4 separate regions of the Mus musculus genome follow, and regions 2, 3 and 4 are each linked to region 1. The links are chromatin contacts, called in public promoter capture Hi-C maps. All regions are on one chromosome and are shown on one strand. The core of a region is the stretch at or near the end of the contact, and the rest is flanking DNA. Distances in the headings are between cores, read along the strand shown. Region 1 holds the start of Mns1 (meiosis-specific nuclear structural protein 1). Region 2 holds the start of Ccnb2 (cyclin B2). Region 3 holds the start of Myo1e (myosin IE). Region 4 holds the start of Bnip2 (BCL2/adenovirus E1B interacting protein 2).

Region 1 (4,086 bases), core at 407-2,906:
GGATATGGAATCCGCATGCGGAAGGCCTCTGAATGCACACGTTAGTTGCAGCTCCATTTACAGTAGTCAAGTCCTGGTTATATCCTGTGTCCATCAGTGAATAAATGGACAGAAGAATAAGATTCAACCACAGGGAAAAACAAAGTCTTACCATTTCTGACAGTGTGGATGGAACTGGAGAGATCAGCTGAAATAATAATGGTGCTACAGATATTGCTCTGCCAGAGTGGGGCTGGGGAGATGGCTCAACGGTTTGGAGCGCCGCCTATTCCTGCAGATTACCCGGAGTTTGGGAACCAGCACCCACATGACAGCTCCAGTAACCTACCTCCAGGAATTTCTAACTCCAGTTCTAGGGGAGCTGATAACATCTTCTGGTCTTTGTGGGCATCAGGCACATAATGGCGCATAGACACTTTATTTACGTAAAGTTAAATCTCAAAAAGTTCTTAAGAAAAAAAGATAAAGTATGATTGTGAAAACACGTAGAGTCTTTAACAATGTTGATTTCACAGAAACTGTAAGCAGATTGGTGATGACAGGGGCTAGGGCAGGGGGAAATGGCGAAGGGCTAGACTGCAGTTAGCAAAATATAGTCAGAAGTACAGGGGTGCACAGCCAGGTGGGGGTGTAGGATGGTAATATGCTGTACATTACAAAAAAAAACCACACAGAGGAAAAGATTGTTTAACCCTAAAGAAATATTTTGATGTTTACTGATTTAAATATTATACAATGCACCAGGATGTTCCATGATATTCCACAAGACACAATTTTTGGTTTTAATGTATTAGCTAAAATTTAAAGTTACACAAACCACATTCTTAGTAGAGTTCCAAGGGATTGTTAGCTGCATCCTAAGTCCAAGAATGCTTTGCATTATATGCTTTGCCCCACAGTCAGTTTCATATATGATTTATTTTTGGTTTTTTGTTTTTTTTGAGACAGAGTTTCTCTGTATAGACCTGGCTGTCCTGGCTCTGTAGACCAGGCTGGCCTCGATCTCAGAAATCTGCCTGCCAAGTGCTGGGATTAAAGGCGTGCGGTGACTATTATCATTATTGTTACTAATGAATATGGGGGGGGGGGTCTAGACCACAGTGGGTGGTGCCATCCCTCGGCACGTGGTCCTGGCCTTAGAGAGCACTGGGATTGCAAGTATGCATCCACACCTGTTCCGTTCCGTTTTCACGTGCTCTCCAGTCTCACACTCCGCTAGCGATCCAGTGGCTTCTGTTCCAGGTAAGTAAATAGGTCTCGTCCGTGTCTCTAAGTTCTCAAAATATTTCATCTCTAAAATGAGTGTATCAGGGATGGAGCAATGGCTCGGTAGGGGGCCCTGCTGCTCTTTTGGAGGGCCCAGCACCCACGTTAGGCAACTTGCTACCGACTGAGGATGGTAGAGGGGCACCATCCCTCAGTCCACTGCAGTGACAAGTCCGAGCTTATTGGGGTTCCTTGGGGCTTTAGCTGGGCTCCAGACCGCAGAGATTAGCTCCCTTCGGATGTAAACGGCTCCCGCTAGGGCAAAGCGTCCGAACTTCGCGCTTTTGGCTTGGTCCTATGGAAGGAGCGCTCCTGCCTGGCAACGAAGACTCTCCGTGCTGATTGGATATTGTGCCAGCCAATGGGAGGCCGCGTCCCTCTTGGGCGGGCGGTGCATTTTTGGCGGTTGCCGGGACACAGCTTAAACTTAACCCAGCGTGCACAGGTATCCGCTGCCGTGGCTGCTGCTCCGGAAGACGCGTTTGCAACTGAGGCAGAGACCCATCCTGCCGGAGGAGGAGGTTTAAAGCCAACCGAGATGGTAAGCAGCTCGGAGGCCGGGGGAAGGGTCGGTCAGGGACTTTCAAACTGTTTATTTGTAGTCTTGAGCTCTCTGAAATACAATTTGAAGTGCGTAATCCGAGAGGTCAGTGAGAAACTTCGATTTGCTTACTAGAAGGTTCTGGGTTTTTTTTTTTTTTTTTTTCCAGGAACACTCCAGGCATTTCTGCACCTTTCCCCCTCTCATCGAAATAGATACATCTTTAAATCTGCTCTGTTGTGGGTGGGGGGAAAGGCAACTCTCTGGTGGTAAAGCTGCAGCTGGAGAGCATCCGCATCGCACTCACTGACGCTGTTGAATTTTAATTTAACTTTTCCTGCTTCCACTACAAAACAGGGACTATTAGTAGTACTCAATCAGTACGCCGTTAAGTTTACATTATCATATTTAAATATTAATTAGTATATCCTGAATTAAAGCCAAAGACCTTTTATACTGTTACCTATTTTATAGTGTTTATTATAGGGATTTTCAGCAGTATCTTTTTGAAAGAAGAATATTGAATTCTGTGTATTTCCCTTTCCCCCTCGCACTTGTAGGCGACCAAAAAGAGAGCTTTGAGCTTTAGTGAAAAGCATCAGAAGTTAGTAGATGAAAAATTCCGCAAATCATTGAACATACAAGTCATGAATAAGTTAGAGAGGCAAGCCAAGAACCAAGTGGTGCAAAATGAAAACGACGAGAAGGTGGAACGCCAGAGGTTCCTCAGAGTGCTGCAGAATGAGCAGTTTGAGCTCGACATGGAAGAAGCCATCCAAAAAGTAAGTTGCAATGTCCTTGTTAGTTTTCTTTCCTTGGAAAAGGTGAAAGATGGCTGTCAGCCCTGCCTGGAGTTGAGGAAATACAGAGAGCTGGGAACTGACTGAATCCTTTGGAGTCCTGGTTATTTTAGCTGAAGAACGTGGTGTCAGTTGGTCAGTTTGCATGCTTTTAACAACGAGCAAATCGAAAGACTTTAGAATAGCATTTGGCAAGAATATCCATTTTTGTTTTTAAACATAAGCATGAAATCCGTAATTGTTAACATCACAGTTTTGTTTATGTGAGTGCAACCGTGTTGCCTTCTCTACATTTCTAATAAGAAATTTAAGAAATTCCTTCCTTTCTAAAAATTCATGACGTTAAACATAGACACTATTAAAGTGGTAGGAGATGGACATATGTGTGAGATGTACACTTACTCATATTTTTAATTTTTGAAGAATTCAGTTATTGAATGCGTGTGTTTACATCCTGCTCTGCTGGCTAAATCTATCATGAGTATTTCTAAATATTTTTTAGGAGATTGCAGTAGAAGAGGAAACAGACAGGAAGTGAGACAAGTGAATTTTCTCCTAAGTGTGAAAAGAACGTCCCCTGTTTTGTTGTGTTTTGAGCACTAGCGTGCGGTTATGTCCAGGATTTTGAGGGTGGATCTGGAAATAGCAAAAGAAAGGCTTAAAAGTGTGTCGGCTTCCTTCTGTCCTAAGTTCCAGTAGCATAGACCTGACCCTTTAATTCTGAACAGGAAAACCCTGGCCTCCCATCTTTTTATTCTTATTATGTCTTTAAGGAAACTCCCATATACCCTAACTCTGCCTAGCAACCATTGGTCTATCTGATGAAGTGGGGATGTTTTCTTTCGAGTGTTGTTCTGATGTCATCTTCTCATGATAGATGCCTCTAAGCAAAATTCTGTACTATGCTGAAATCTGTCCTTAGCGTTGGCTTCTTTTAATCAGGACCAGGCAAGGTTCATACAGCGTATATAGTTTTTATGGCCAATGTTTTGTTAATATGAACTTCATCGATGCATCCTTTATTAACTTCCTGTGTTTAACCTAATGAAGATATCAGGCCTGTTATCTTCTAGATGCGTGTGGTTTTATATCTGTCTGGTTTCTTTGGTGTGTGCCTTTATCTTTCCCATAGTCTCAAAAGGCAGTTAGCCAGGAAGACTTGATTAGATTGCAGTTCATCTTATACTGGGGAGGAAATAGTGACTTTTTTAATGAACTTGTTTCTGCATATGTTGGGATTATTTTAAAGTTTTGTCCTCTTTGATTTTTTATTTTCTCTTTAAAAATATGTCTTTTTTTTTTTTTAAATATCTTTATGGGGCGGGAGCAATGGCTCATCAGTTAATAGCACTTGTTACTTTTGCAGAGGACCCAGGTACAGTTCTCAGCACCCACGGGGCTGTCTGTAACTCTCTTTCCAGGGGTTACCACACCCTCTTCTGGTCTCTGTGGGCACTAGGCACACACATGGTGCATATA
Region 2 (4,034 bases), core at 486-2,985, 2.0 Mb before region 1:
CGACACCAAAGCCTCCCACCTAAATGATTACTTCTTATAAGTAACCTGCGTCTGCTGTTAAGAGATCCCTGTCGGTTCTCTTAGAAACTTCCATTCACACAGTATAGCTGCAATGATAAAGAGCTTTGATACCAATAGTTAATGATAGCCCAGCTGTTTAAAACTCCATGTTTCAGACTTCACACCAGCTTGGGTTATAACGCCAACCAAAGAATAAGAAATAGCACTTCCAAGGAAAGCCCTTCAGAAACAGCTTCCTATAGCATAGACTCAAATTAAGGACATTCCCAATGACAACAGGATGGGGAAGTCATTTTACCTCTCAAGTATTGGGAGAGTCAGACTTGAATGAAAACGAAAAAAAAAAAAAATAGTGTTACTTGAAATTAATTGCCTTCATCTTGAATACAGTTAAGAAACAAGGCTTGCTATTCATACCCCAAAGTTTACAGTGTGGTACAATAACAAGTATTCCATGAGAAAAAAATATTTAACTTTCTGAGTGTTGGGGGAGGGGGGGAACTAATCCTACAAAACAAACAAAAAAACCTCTCCAAAGGTTGGGGTTTTTTTGTTTTTTTTTAAGATGACCTGTGTAGGATAGACCAGATAAACTGTACCCCATCCCTACACAAGACTTTAACTGTTAAATAATTTGAAAGAACAAATTAGACAAAAATTAACTTGTTAGTGGCAGTTAGAGCTACAAGACATGAACCCTGACTGTATGTTCCTCATTGTTTAGGATTCTGATCCCCAAATCTAAGCTGTTCGGTCTTTACTGCTAGCTTCCCACGGCTAAATTCAAAATGAGTTTGAAAGTTCAATTTCTTATGAGTTAAAGCCTGGTAATGAGGGGTACCCCTGAATTCACTGGGAAGAGGAATTGGAGGCTTTTAACTAGCCAGGACAATGGCAGCAGCTGTGTCGGGGGCCCTCTTGTTTTCAACTAAAGTAGACCGACCCTAGTACAATTAAAGCCTAAAAGTCAGTAATACTTTCATTCTCAAAAAGGTAATTAAAGGAATTTGGCCTTTTGCCCAACTGTCTGCCATCCTAGGATCCAAGTTTTGTACGTTTCCTCTTACACTTGGGTGTTTTTGTTTTTTGTTTTTTGCTTTTTTCGAGACAGGGTTTCTTTGAATAGCCCTGGCTGTCCTGGAACTCACTCTGTAGACCAGGCTGGCCTCGAACTCAGAAATCCGCCTGCCTCTGCCTCCCAAGTGCTGGGATTAAAGGCGTGCACCACCACCGCCCAGCACTTAGGTGGGTATTTGTTTTCATTTTGTTATTTCTGTTTTTTTTTTTTTTTAAGAGGACAAAACCACACTTTAATGACCTTGGCCAGGAAGGCAGTATGAAGACGCGAATGGGAAGCTCACACGAAGCAAACTGAAAAATGTGAAAAGTAGAGAAATGGCACTGGGCGGCTTCCCGGTTCCTCCCGGTCCTCATCCCCAGCGCAGCACAGCCCTGAGTGGTAACAGGAATGAAGACCCCAGGCCGGGCCTCTGGACCGCTTTAGCTCTGCCAGGGCCTCTCCGGCAGCCTCCCGGGCTACCCGGCAGGACAGGGCACCGTAGCCCCGGCGCACTCACCGTCGGGCGTCGGAGCAGCGCCATGAGGGCCGCCCTGGCAAGTGCGGACGAGGCACAGCCACTCCGGTCTGCGACACCGTTGGGAGGGTCAGGGCCCCGCCGCTCCGCGTCCACCGCCCGGTCCGCGATTCAAATACCGCGCCGCTGACGCACTATTGGGTAGACGCACGCAGGGCGCGCGCAACCCATTGGCTAGACTGGAAGGCCTTTCTGCACGTTGATTGGCTGGCTTGTATTTGCTTGTCATAGCAACCAGCGAGGCCACCAGGCTTTGTTGTTTCCTTGTCTACAGTCTTATTTTCAAATTCTAGTCCCTGATATTAAATAAAATAATTTTTCCTCCTACTGGAAAAGATTGTCTTAATTTTAGGGGTAGGAGTGGGGAGCCATCACCTAAGGACATATGTCTTTAAAAGTTTGTTCTGGGTTAGGTAGAAGTGGGTTCCAGAGAACTTCCTGGAAATGCTACTTCTGACCTTACTTCCTCTTCCGGAAACGTCTACCTGGGAATTTGGATTGGAATGGTCTGGCAAATGAAGCCATCGTCTCCAGGTCGTTCAGGGCTACAAGATGATTGTGACTCGGATGTGTACTGTATGTGGTCTTCCTAAAACAGATCCCCAGCAGAGTCATAATTCAAACTAGACGTGATTTGTGTGACTTCCAGCACAATACAGTAGAACTCAGAAACTATTTGTCAAATGACGGTGTGATGTGCACAAGATTTCAAAAGAAAAATAATGAGTATCCCAAGTTGTGAACAGTGAGAGACAAGACAGAAAACAAAAACAAAAACAAAAAACAAAACCAGAATATTACCCTGGGGAAAAGACTAGGTAACAACACAGAAAATGGTGCAGTGCCAGCAGAACGACTTGAGATCAGGCTACCCCATCAGTCTTGTTCAAGTCCCTTCTATTGGGAAATAATAAATGCTCCCTCCCCCTTCGCCCAAATCTGACATTTCCAATCTGAGTCTAAAGGAAGAACCAGTGTTGTCCAACACTCCCACCTGAAAAGACAAGGTGGCAGTACTACCCCTCGACCTAAATTACACATGGATATTGGAAACCAAAGGAGCAGAAATAACTATTTATATCCCATTAAGTTCTCTCAAGTACCTGCTAAAGGAAATGAAAGTTCTGTGGCTGCTGACTCTTGGTCCATCATCCTTACAATCACAGAGGTTACGCATAGCTTTCTCTTTCTTGGGAAGCTTTGGTTTGGATTGGGGAAGAAAATGTGCTCTGCAGTTTGTACTATTAGCACATGCTTGTAATAATTCCAGTTACTTGGGAGGCTAAGGCAGGAGGATTTTTTTTTTTCCTGAGACAGGGTTTCTTTGTATAGCCCTGGCAGTCCTGGAACTCACTCTGTAGACCAGGCTGGCCTTGAACTCAGAAATGGCAGGAGGACCTCTTAAACTCATGATTTCAGCACCAATTTGGCAACTCAGACCTATTCTCTAACTGAACTTTAACTTTAACAAAGCCATTGGCTGTACTTCAGGTTACTGTGGTGAATGGACTTCACAACATGGTCGCATGTGTTCTAGGCCGGTTTACAGCTTTCTATGTAGTTGAGGATGACCTTGAATTTTTTTTTAATACTTTAAAAAAAGATTTATTTATTTTATGTAATATGAGTACTGTCATCAGACACACCAGACAGACATTAGATTCCATTACAAATGATTGTAAGCCACCAGGTGGTTGCTGGGAATTGAACTGAGGACCTCTGGAAAAGGAATCAGTGCTCTTAACCCCTGAGCCATCTCTCCAGCCCGACCTTGAATTTCTAATCCTCCTGCCTCTACCTCCTGAGTGGGATTACAAGCTGCACTACAACTAGTATATTGCACTGTCAGAACCCAGGGCTTCCTGAGGCCAAGGGAGTCTACCATGAGCTGCATGGCTAGCCCCTGTGCTGAATCTAAAATGGCCAAATTGTATTGGTTTGGGATTCTTCTTCCATGCCCACTCATTTTAGCTACCCTTGATAGTCTCTAAGGTGGCCTAGCAGTCCCTGGATCACTGACCCACTGTGTAAAGTCTAGCTATCCCTTGCTAAATAGATGACAGTGAAAAGACCCAGTGAACCATCAGCTGTTCTCACCATGCAATTGAAAGTGTCAGACGTCTAAATCAAGCATGCTAGACAGACTATTCCAGTAGCACTCCCAAGCTGAATGTAGCCACAGGAAGACCACAGTGAAAGATGAGCTAGATTCCATTAGCATTACCCAAATTGAGCATCTGTGAGCAAATAAAAGTACTTGAAACCAAGTTTTGTGGTGGTTGTCACAAAACACTGACACATTGAGGGCACTTCTGTGACCTACAGTAAGTCTTTCATTGCTGGTTAGTATGTTTTTGTCTTCTCATGGGGCCACAAAATACTATAGTGGTTGGGATATGTGATCCCTTTAACAATCTG
Region 3 (4,382 bases), core at 890-3,389, 2.2 Mb before region 1:
CGAACCCCAAGCCCCTGCAAGAACCGCCAGTGGTCTTAACCACTGAACCACCCCTTCAGGCCTCTGCCTTTTTTGTTTTGGTTTTTGAGATTAGAGTTTCTTATTGACGTGGAAATCATGGAGTAGGCTAGGCTGCTTGGACAGGGAATCCTAAGCTTTCCTGCCTGTCTCTGCCTCCCCAACATCCCACGACACCTTAATATTTTTCACATTGGTTTTAGGGATCTAACTCTAGTCCTCACACTGGCAAAGCAAATAGGCTCACTAGCTCCAGGTGAGCCACCCCCAACCATTTCTTGTTGTCTTCCTACCAGATCATAAAGCCAGCAAGGTGTGTCACGGTTGTGCGTCTTGTGTCTGGCCTATCTCCTGTGGAAGGAATTCAGTTCTTTGCTGCCCGGACAGGGGGAATAGTCACAAAAATTCAAACATGACTTCCTTTCAAATTGGTATGAGATGGCTCAGTGGATAATGGCACTTGCCAAACCTAACCACCCGAGTTCAACCCGGGAACCAACATGGTGGAGGGAGAACCAGTTCCCACAAGTCGTCCTCTGAACTGCATCTGCGCACATGCTCAGAGGCGTGTGTGTGCCTCTCCCTCCTTTAAAAAATTGATGTAATTCAGAAGATTCTTACTCTAAAACGCACAATTCAGCGGTTTTGGGTATAGTCAGCTTTACTACCAACATCAGTACCTAGGGGACATCCTTGGACCACTCCCCACAAGACAAAGCCCCTTTGTTCCATCAGCTGTCCCTCTACACACCACACCTGTCCCGAGCAGCCAACCAAGATCTACTACTCTCTGCAGCATTTCCTACCCACCACTGTAACACACGGAATTGTTCCTCCTGAACTTTGACCTCAACCTCTTTCACATAATTAGGTTTCCTGGGTCCTTCTCTGTTGCAGGGTGTATCAGCATTCGCTCCTTTTCCTGGTTTGGCCATAGTCCTCTGAAGGTATGCACCACATTAAAACAAAGAGCAAAACTCGTCCTAGCCAAGATGATTTGATTTTTTACTATCCGTTGCAACTCTAGGATCCTAGGTTCACGTGAATGGGGACGACCGAATCTCAAGATTTTCTGTGCTCTTTTCTTCCTGAACTCTTCTTCCTCAGATCCTGGGAGCGCAGCCCCGCAGAGGCCCTGCGAGTTTACTTCCTCAGTCTTCCCTTTCACCAGGAGTCAGACTCCCTAATACTGTTTTAGGAATCCCCGTTCCCCTCTCTCCTAGGCTACCTGGCTTCCTGAAACCGGACACCGCGAGGACCAAGGTCTCTGTCTCTCTCTTTTCTTCTTCTTCTTCTTCTTCTTCTTCTTCTTCTTCTTCTTCTTCTTCTTCTTCTTCTTCTTCTTCTTCTTCTTCTTCTTCTTCTTCTTCTCCTTCTCCTTCTCCTTCTCCTTCTCCTTCTCCTTCTCCTTCTCCTTCTCCTTCTCCTTCTCCTTCTCCTTCTCCTTCTCCTTCTCCTTCTCCTTCTCCTTCTCCTTCTCCTTCTCCTTCCTCCTCTCTCTCTCTCTCTCTCTCTCTCTCTCTCTCTCTCTCTCTCTCTCTCTCCCTCTCTCTCTCTCTCTCTCTCTCTCCCCCCCCTCCCTCCCTCCCTTCCTCTCCCTTCCCAAGGAAATTAATTCAGGTACAAAAGACGGGTGGAGGAAGTATTTTCGACTTCCCTCACAATCCAGAAAGAAAAAAAAAAGAGAGAAAGAGAGAAAGAGAGAGAGAAGAAAAGAAAAAGGATTTCCTTTGAGCTGCGACTTTGTGATCTTTTAAGCAGTTAAAAATATTTCTTTAAAAAAAAGAATCTAGGAAAATCATGCGACTTGTGAGTGGGAGCTAAGTCGATGCTAAGTTTCTCCGTAAAGAGAAGCGACAGGAGCGCGGTTTCCTAACCTCCCCAAGTGTTTTCATCCCTTCGGTTTGGGGGTGGCTCCCTGGGGACGGCTAGGACAGCGGCGCGCTCTGCGGGGTAGCGAGGCCGCAGGACTACAGGATCCAGAGGCCTTTGTAAACTCTTGTAGTTCACGCTTGTTGGCTACCTCGGCTTCCCTGAGGAGTGACGCTGCGAAAACAAATTCTGATTGGTCAGGCCTGTGCTGAATTCTCCATTTATGGACAGATTGCCCGGCCCGAGCCCAGCCTGAGCCAGAGAAGAGTTCGGATTAAGTGTTAAGAGAAAGCGGGTCCAGGCAAAGCAGTTGGACAAGCAATCCCGCAGAGCGCATCAGGGTGCATCTCTAGACAGTTGGGGATCGCCAGGTCTGAGTGTGCACCGGGTCTGCTAAGTTTTGCCTTCACCTAGCGTTTCGGATCCCGCCTGGATGGAGTCCCTCTTGGATTTCCATTGGCTCCTGTGAGTGCTTGGGTGTCGGGAGCTTGTTTTTTGGCGAAGGGAACCAACTTTTGAAGTTCGCCCAGGAGACCGCGTTCCAGCCTCAGTGCCTAGGCAGCGGGACCCGGCGGAGGCGCGACCGCGGCGGGAGTCACCATGGTGAGTTGGCTGCGCCGCGTCCCAGGACGCCTGACCCTGGGATGGGGCAGGAAGCCCCGGAGCGGGCACCTACCTTGGGCAAGCTGCCCAGGCCAGGGGGTGGAGAAGGTGGACGCGGGAGTGTGCACTTCTGGAGCGCTGATTTCCTGCTGTTTGCTGTAAACCGGGTCTTAAACGGGAAGAGGGAGAGAGGAGGGACAAGAAAAACTCTCTGGAGTGACTTTCTGCGCCGCGAAAGTTTTGGTGCCAATGTTGTTGTGGCTGCCAGCTGTCTGAAGCTTGAGAGTGGGCACGTCTGTTTTCACCGGCACAGCCGTGGGACCGGAGACTTTTTTCTCCTCTAGAGAAGGTGAGGGGCACGCCTGTGTCCCTCGGGTCCTCTCCCCTGGGCAGGCACTGGCGTGAGCTCCCTGGCAGGCTGATCCCGCAGTTGTTCTCCTGGCATTGGGGAGGACCTAGGCAGCCCCGCCTGCGCTGGTGATGGGCCGAGCGCTGCACAAAGGCAGGCAGGGGCGCCAGGTACTGCGGAGCACCTGGCGGTGGCCCGGGCTGCAGGGACTCTGACGACAGCGCGCAGCGGCAGCCAAACTGGCCGGGAGCCCAGGCCTGTAGGGTCCCTGTGTAGGGTAAACACCTCCTGAGGAGGGCCCCACCCGGTCCCCAGCTCGAGAGGACCGCCACCCTCTCGGAGATCGTTCCTGGTTTTGTTCTTTCCCACTTGGTACTTGGGGGAGTGTCTGGGTTGGACAGCCTCTCTGTAACTCATTTGAGACTAAGTCCCCAGCCCAGCCACCCTCCTCTCTCAATCCCAAATAACCTTAGCCACATCCCCTGGGCTTTGCCGTGGTGTGGCTTTCCTACTGAAGGACAAAAACAAAGATTGAATTTTAGAGACATTGCCAGCCACCCGGACCGAAAGGGGGGGGACTTTAAAAACTTAAAAAAAAAACTTTTAAAAGGTTTTAGAAGGCTTCAAAGTTTCCACACTTGCTTCGTGGTGGAGGAGCTTGTCCTCCTGGCTTTCTCATTGTTTACTGGCGGTGAGGGTGAAGCTTACTAAAAAAGATGCCTAGCATAGCGCTGGCTTGAGAAATCTGTATCCCAGATCCCCAGCGCCAAGCATCCGCAGCGCACGCCCGGGTAGAACCCACATTCAGTTCACAAACAGTCCTTGCCCCCCCGCGCTGTTTATTCAAAAGAATGATTTTAAAAACAAACGAAACCTTTAAAGGGCATCCTGGCCCCAAGCTTTTACTTTCCACATAGTTCAAAATTATGTCACCTTTGCCCCTGAGAGAGAATACTTCATTTATAAATAAGCTTCCCCCGCCAGTTTCGAGGTTTCAGAAGTCAGTCCACCCTCATGGTGTGCCTCATGGGTGGAGTTTCTCCAGCCTCTGACCGCTTGAACTTGAACAGTGATAGTCCTGGTGCCTAAGAATTGCTGTAATTACTTTCCGTGGTTCAATATTTCTAAAAAAAACCCAAAATCAATGTGTTTATGGCCAAGGACTTAAAGAATTTTACTGTATGTAATTGCTTAAGTGCTACCTTGAGAAAAATCCTTTGTTAAACTCACTTTTTTTTGGCTGCGTAGACCCTAAATTAGCCTGTGATGCCCTTTCCAGAGACGTGGGAAAACACGCTCAATTTGGCTCCTTGCAGTTGGGGTAGTTTATTTGGTCCATCAGATGTGGAGGTGTGTCTTAGAGTCCCTTTCTTGGTTGATTTATCAGGGTAGACAGGGTGTAGTCACCTCCTCCTGGGTTCCCTGCCAACAGCACAGATGGGCATGTTGTGGGCCACTAGGAGGCTATCTGTGCATCAGATATGGTTGCCCGGGCCACAATTTACTGCCCGGAAAAGTTGAAACAGCTGGCTATCCTTAA
Region 4 (3,972 bases), core at 183-2,682, 2.4 Mb before region 1:
TGTTCTGTCTCAAAAGCCCCATGAGGCGGGCATTATTTTTTTCTCCATTTTATAGGTAAGTCACAGAGCTCTTAACTCTCTGCCAACAGAGAACAAATCTAAACTGTATCTCTAAAGAACTGTGTTTTGGATCCATTTAAAATAGTTTTGACTTCACCATTCCTTTTAGGAGTAATAGGCTTGCCCAAATAGTTACCTACTAGCTCTCTGGACAGGTTGAGCACGTTCAACTTCTAAGAGGGATGACCTTGCCCTCCAAAATAACAGCCCCTTGAAGCTGCTTAAAAGGACAGCTCATAGACGGAAGCCATTCAAAAAAATTGTTAATGGCCCACACAGAAAAGTACAGAAGTTGAGATCTTTTGAGAATTTTTTATTGGTTATTTTATTTATTGACATTTCAAATGTTATCCCCTTCCCAGTTTCCTCTCCACAAACCTCTTATCCCCTCCTCCCCCTTTTTGAGGATTTTTTTTTTTTACGACAGCCAATTTTAGGACTGTTGACTGTGATAATAAAATATTTTACATTTACTGACTTCACTTTTATTTTCATTTTTTCTACGTCATCAAGATAGGACCCACAAATAACTGGGAAAAGCATGTTTTAAAGCAATAGTTCTAAACTTTCCTAAAGCTGGGACCCTTTAGTACAGTTCCTCATGTTGTGGAGACCCCCAACCACAAAATTACTCCGTTGCAACTTCAGAACAGTAATATTGCTACAGTCGTGAATCGTAATGAAATTTCCTATGATCTCGGGACCTTCGGAAGGTCCGGAGTTCAAATCCCAGCAACCACATGGTGGGAACGGAAAGTTCAGATAATAGAGTGCCTACCTAGCAGCAGTCAGGAAGCCCTAAGTTGTCTCTATCTCTACCACAATGTGGTAACAATCATGTAGATAATCTCAGCTCTCTGGAGACTGGGGCAGGAAAATTAGTTTTCAAGGTTATTTCAGATACACTGGAAGGAATTCAAGGCCAACTCGGAACACAGGAGAGGAGTCTGGGGAGGAGAGGGGTGGGGTACTTATTACTCTCTCAGAAGCATTACTGGAGAGAAAAACTATTCACGTCGGAAAATTCTATCAAAGTAGATTCTTCTAGGACCTGGCTATCGTACATAAGACATCGACTATTTTTCACCCCCTTTTCATTCACTCTGTAATATAGTTAATATAATGTCAAGTAAAGGAAAACAGAGAGAAACGAATAGCTCTTTCAAGACAGCGAGGTTAGGTCCCTACAGTAACGTTAAGTGCGTGAGCCTTAGAAAGCTGCGCCCTCCTCCTCCCTCGCCAGCAGCAAGCCAAAGCCTTAGCTGGCCCGGGACAGAAGGGCTCACGGCTGCGCATGCGCAGAGAGGAAGCCCGCCGAGGATTTTAGGAAAACGCCCCGCCCCCGCTTCCTCCCTCGGCCGCGCCCGGCGCCGGTCCGGAGGTGGTCACTTCCGCCGGGGCGTACGCACTGAATCCGGGTCAGCTGCAGCCGCCCGGACTGCAACTAAGATCGTCCGGGAAAAGCTGGGCCCCGTCTCCACAGCCGACCAAGGGCAGCGGGCTCTGCCCGGCGCCGCTTTCTGCGACCTGGCCGTCAGCCCCACGTCGCCGGCCTGGAGGGGCAAAGAGGACGAGGGGGCCGCGGCTTCCTCCGGGGTGAGCACGGCTTGGGTAGCGGGCCGGGCTACGGCACAGCCGGAGGGCTGCGGGAGGATCGGCCAGGCCAGGCGGGGGTGGCGGCCGTGGACTGGCGCGTTCGCGTTCCGGGTCCGAGCGCTGCCGGGCCCCGCCCTGCCTCGGACGCTGGTGCCAGGCTCTCGCCCCCTTCCTTTTTCCGTCTGTGGCCCGAAAGCCTGGAGCGGAACCTCCCGGTTCCTGGCTTCCCCTAGCCTCGTTTGTTCCGTGTTCCTAACCGGCGTCAGTCCAGAGCAGAACAAAGAAACTTGGGCGTGTAGTGCACCCCATAGCCTCGGGGGGATGGACGCAGACAGCATACACAGACAGCATCCTATAAGTCATCAGGGCTCTCTTGAACCTTCCTGAGTGTGATATCCTATTGTAGGGTGTGTACGTCAATGCCTGATCCTTGGCTGTTCTCAGACACTTAACCTCTTCATTTAAATACCGGCTAGGATGCTTTGGATTGCTGTATGCATGCGATGCCACTGGAGAATTCTTCCTAAGTCTGTTCACGTTCAAGCAGAAACTTATTTGGATCTATATTACGTTACTTCGAAACTTCCTTTGTCCTAGGAACTCTATGAGGACACAACTTTTGCAGTGTTTATCAAAGTATTTCTATAAAAGTGCCTTTCATCTGCAATTGCATCTTAGTATTGCTTTCTTTTGCGTCACTTTTAATTAGGATGTTTTCCCTTATACTTGAATTCCCATCTTCAATGAAATGCACGTTTTCTTATGATTTATTAGAATCCTTTAATTGTAGAGGGTTTTTTTTCTCAAAGGTTTTTTTTTTTTAATGTGTCTTGTCATGTGGTATAGGCGACTGCAGAGGGCATCGGAACCCCTGGAGCTGCTAGCATTATAGGCTGTTGTGGTGGGAACCGAAATAGGCTCCTGTGAAGAGCAGCAAGCATGCTTAACTACTGACCCACTCCTCTAGCCTTCACTTGTAGAAACTCTGTAATTCATGAGTGGGTGTTCCTTCAAAGTTAGAGTTGAAGTTATCTAGTTTAGTTACCCATACATGAAGTTACCAATGTTTGGTTGCCTCGCACATTATTTTTTTGGCTTGGTTCTTAATCAATCTCTATCTCTCAATGCCATTCTTAGGTCTTTTCTAACTTGCTGGACTAGGAAATGTGACATGTGCATAGCGTAGGGACTGAATTACCATAAACCAACATACTTACATCTTTAGGCATCGCAGGACCTTTCACCCTTAAGTATAACCACATTTGGTTTTACAGACAGGTTTGTTATAGATCTGGGGATCAGGACATAGGGTCTGTCTTTTGCCTCTTGTCTAAGCTAAATGGCTAATGACATTGCATTCGACCTCACTGTCTTAGTTTGGGGTTTACTGCTGTGAACAGACACCATGACCAAGGCAAGTCTTATAAAAAAACAACATTTTAATTGGGGCTGGCTTACAGGTCCAGAGGTTCAGTACATTATCATCAAGGTGGGAGCATGACAGTATCCAGGCAGACATGGCACAGGCAGAACTGAGAGTTCTACATCTTCATTCCAAAGGCTGCTAGTAGAAGACTTCCCAGGCAACTAGGGTGAGGGTCTTAAGACCACACCCACAGTGACACACCTATTCCAACAAGGCCACACCTCCAAATGGTGCCACTCCCTGGTCCAAGAATATACAAACCACGACACTCACACCTGTTGGGCACTGACGCTCTAACTACTCATTAGTTTTTAATGGGTAGAGAAGTAAAGGTGAAATACTCTTTGGGGCAGTGGTCCTGATTGTTCTCTCTGTAGCGATGAGAGAAGGGGACATCTGAGAACAAAAGGCTATGTTTCTAGACCAAGAGTGGCTTCGGCTGGCAGTATTCAAGGTCTTATGCTAAGATTACATCCTACGAAGCAAGCAAGCAAGCAAGCAATATCACAGATAGTCCTGACTTGGCATTATAACCAGCTTCTAACAAGCAGACTGTTTGAGATCAGGTGTTAGAGTTTGGTCTACTTAAAGGTGCCAACACATCTCTAATACCTTCTGCATACTGATAGTTTAATAAATGTATTCTAGGTGTTTAGCCTATGCTATGTTTTTAACAGTTCTGAGAGAAGTTAGCACCATTCTAGTTTGCTGGTTGTGTGTGTGCACATGTGTGAACGTTGCTGTGGAAGCATTTTGTTCTTGAAAGCCCTACATGATCATACTAAGGGAGATAGCTCAGTCTGTAAGGGCACTTGTCTAGAAAGCCTGAACCCCTGAGTTTGACTCCCAGAGCCCACATAAGCCAGCTGTAATCCCTGCAGTCCTATGGC

The links. Promoter capture Hi-C pulls out the DNA fragments that hold promoters and counts their contacts.
Region 2: a contact with region 1 is called in a promoter capture Hi-C map of erythroid cells, with 19 times the contacts expected there. The contact joins the promoter of Ccnb2 here to the promoter of Mns1 in region 1. A contact is called at or near these places in 2 of 39 promoter capture datasets (erythroid cells and pre-B cells).
Region 3: a contact with region 1 is called in a promoter capture Hi-C map of liver, with 3 times the contacts expected there. The contact joins the promoter of Myo1e here to the promoter of Mns1 in region 1. A contact is called at or near these places in 2 of 39 promoter capture datasets (liver and pre-B cells).
Region 4: a promoter capture Hi-C map of erythroid cells shows a contact between it and region 1, with 34 times the contacts expected there. The contact joins the promoter of Bnip2 here to the promoter of Mns1 in region 1. A contact is called at or near these places in 5 of 39 promoter capture datasets (erythroid cells, hippocampal neurons, liver and 1 more).

The regions. Positions count from the first base shown.
Region 1 is chr9:72,436,873-72,440,958 of GRCm38.p6, forward strand. Mns1 (meiosis-specific nuclear structural protein 1) reads left to right here and starts at 1,657. Exons shown (of 10, transcript NM_008613.3): 1 at 1,657-1,807; 2 at 2,368-2,589. The coding sequence starts at 1,805.
Region 2 is chr9:70,419,819-70,423,852 of GRCm38.p6, forward strand. It overlaps Ccnb2 (cyclin B2), which reads right to left and starts at 1,736. Exons shown (of 9, transcript NM_007630.2): 1 at 1,599-1,736. The coding sequence starts at 1,622.
Region 3 is chr9:70,205,211-70,209,592 of GRCm38.p6, forward strand. It overlaps Myo1e (myosin IE), which reads left to right and starts at 2,140. Exons shown (of 28, transcript NM_181072.3): 1 at 2,140-2,493. The coding sequence starts at 2,491. The region is part of intron 1 of Gm26849 (a long non-coding RNA gene); the gene reads right to left.
Region 4 is chr9:69,988,034-69,992,005 of GRCm38.p6, forward strand. Bnip2 (BCL2/adenovirus E1B interacting protein 2) reads left to right here and starts at 1,433. Exons shown (of 11, transcript NM_016787.4): 1 at 1,433-1,656.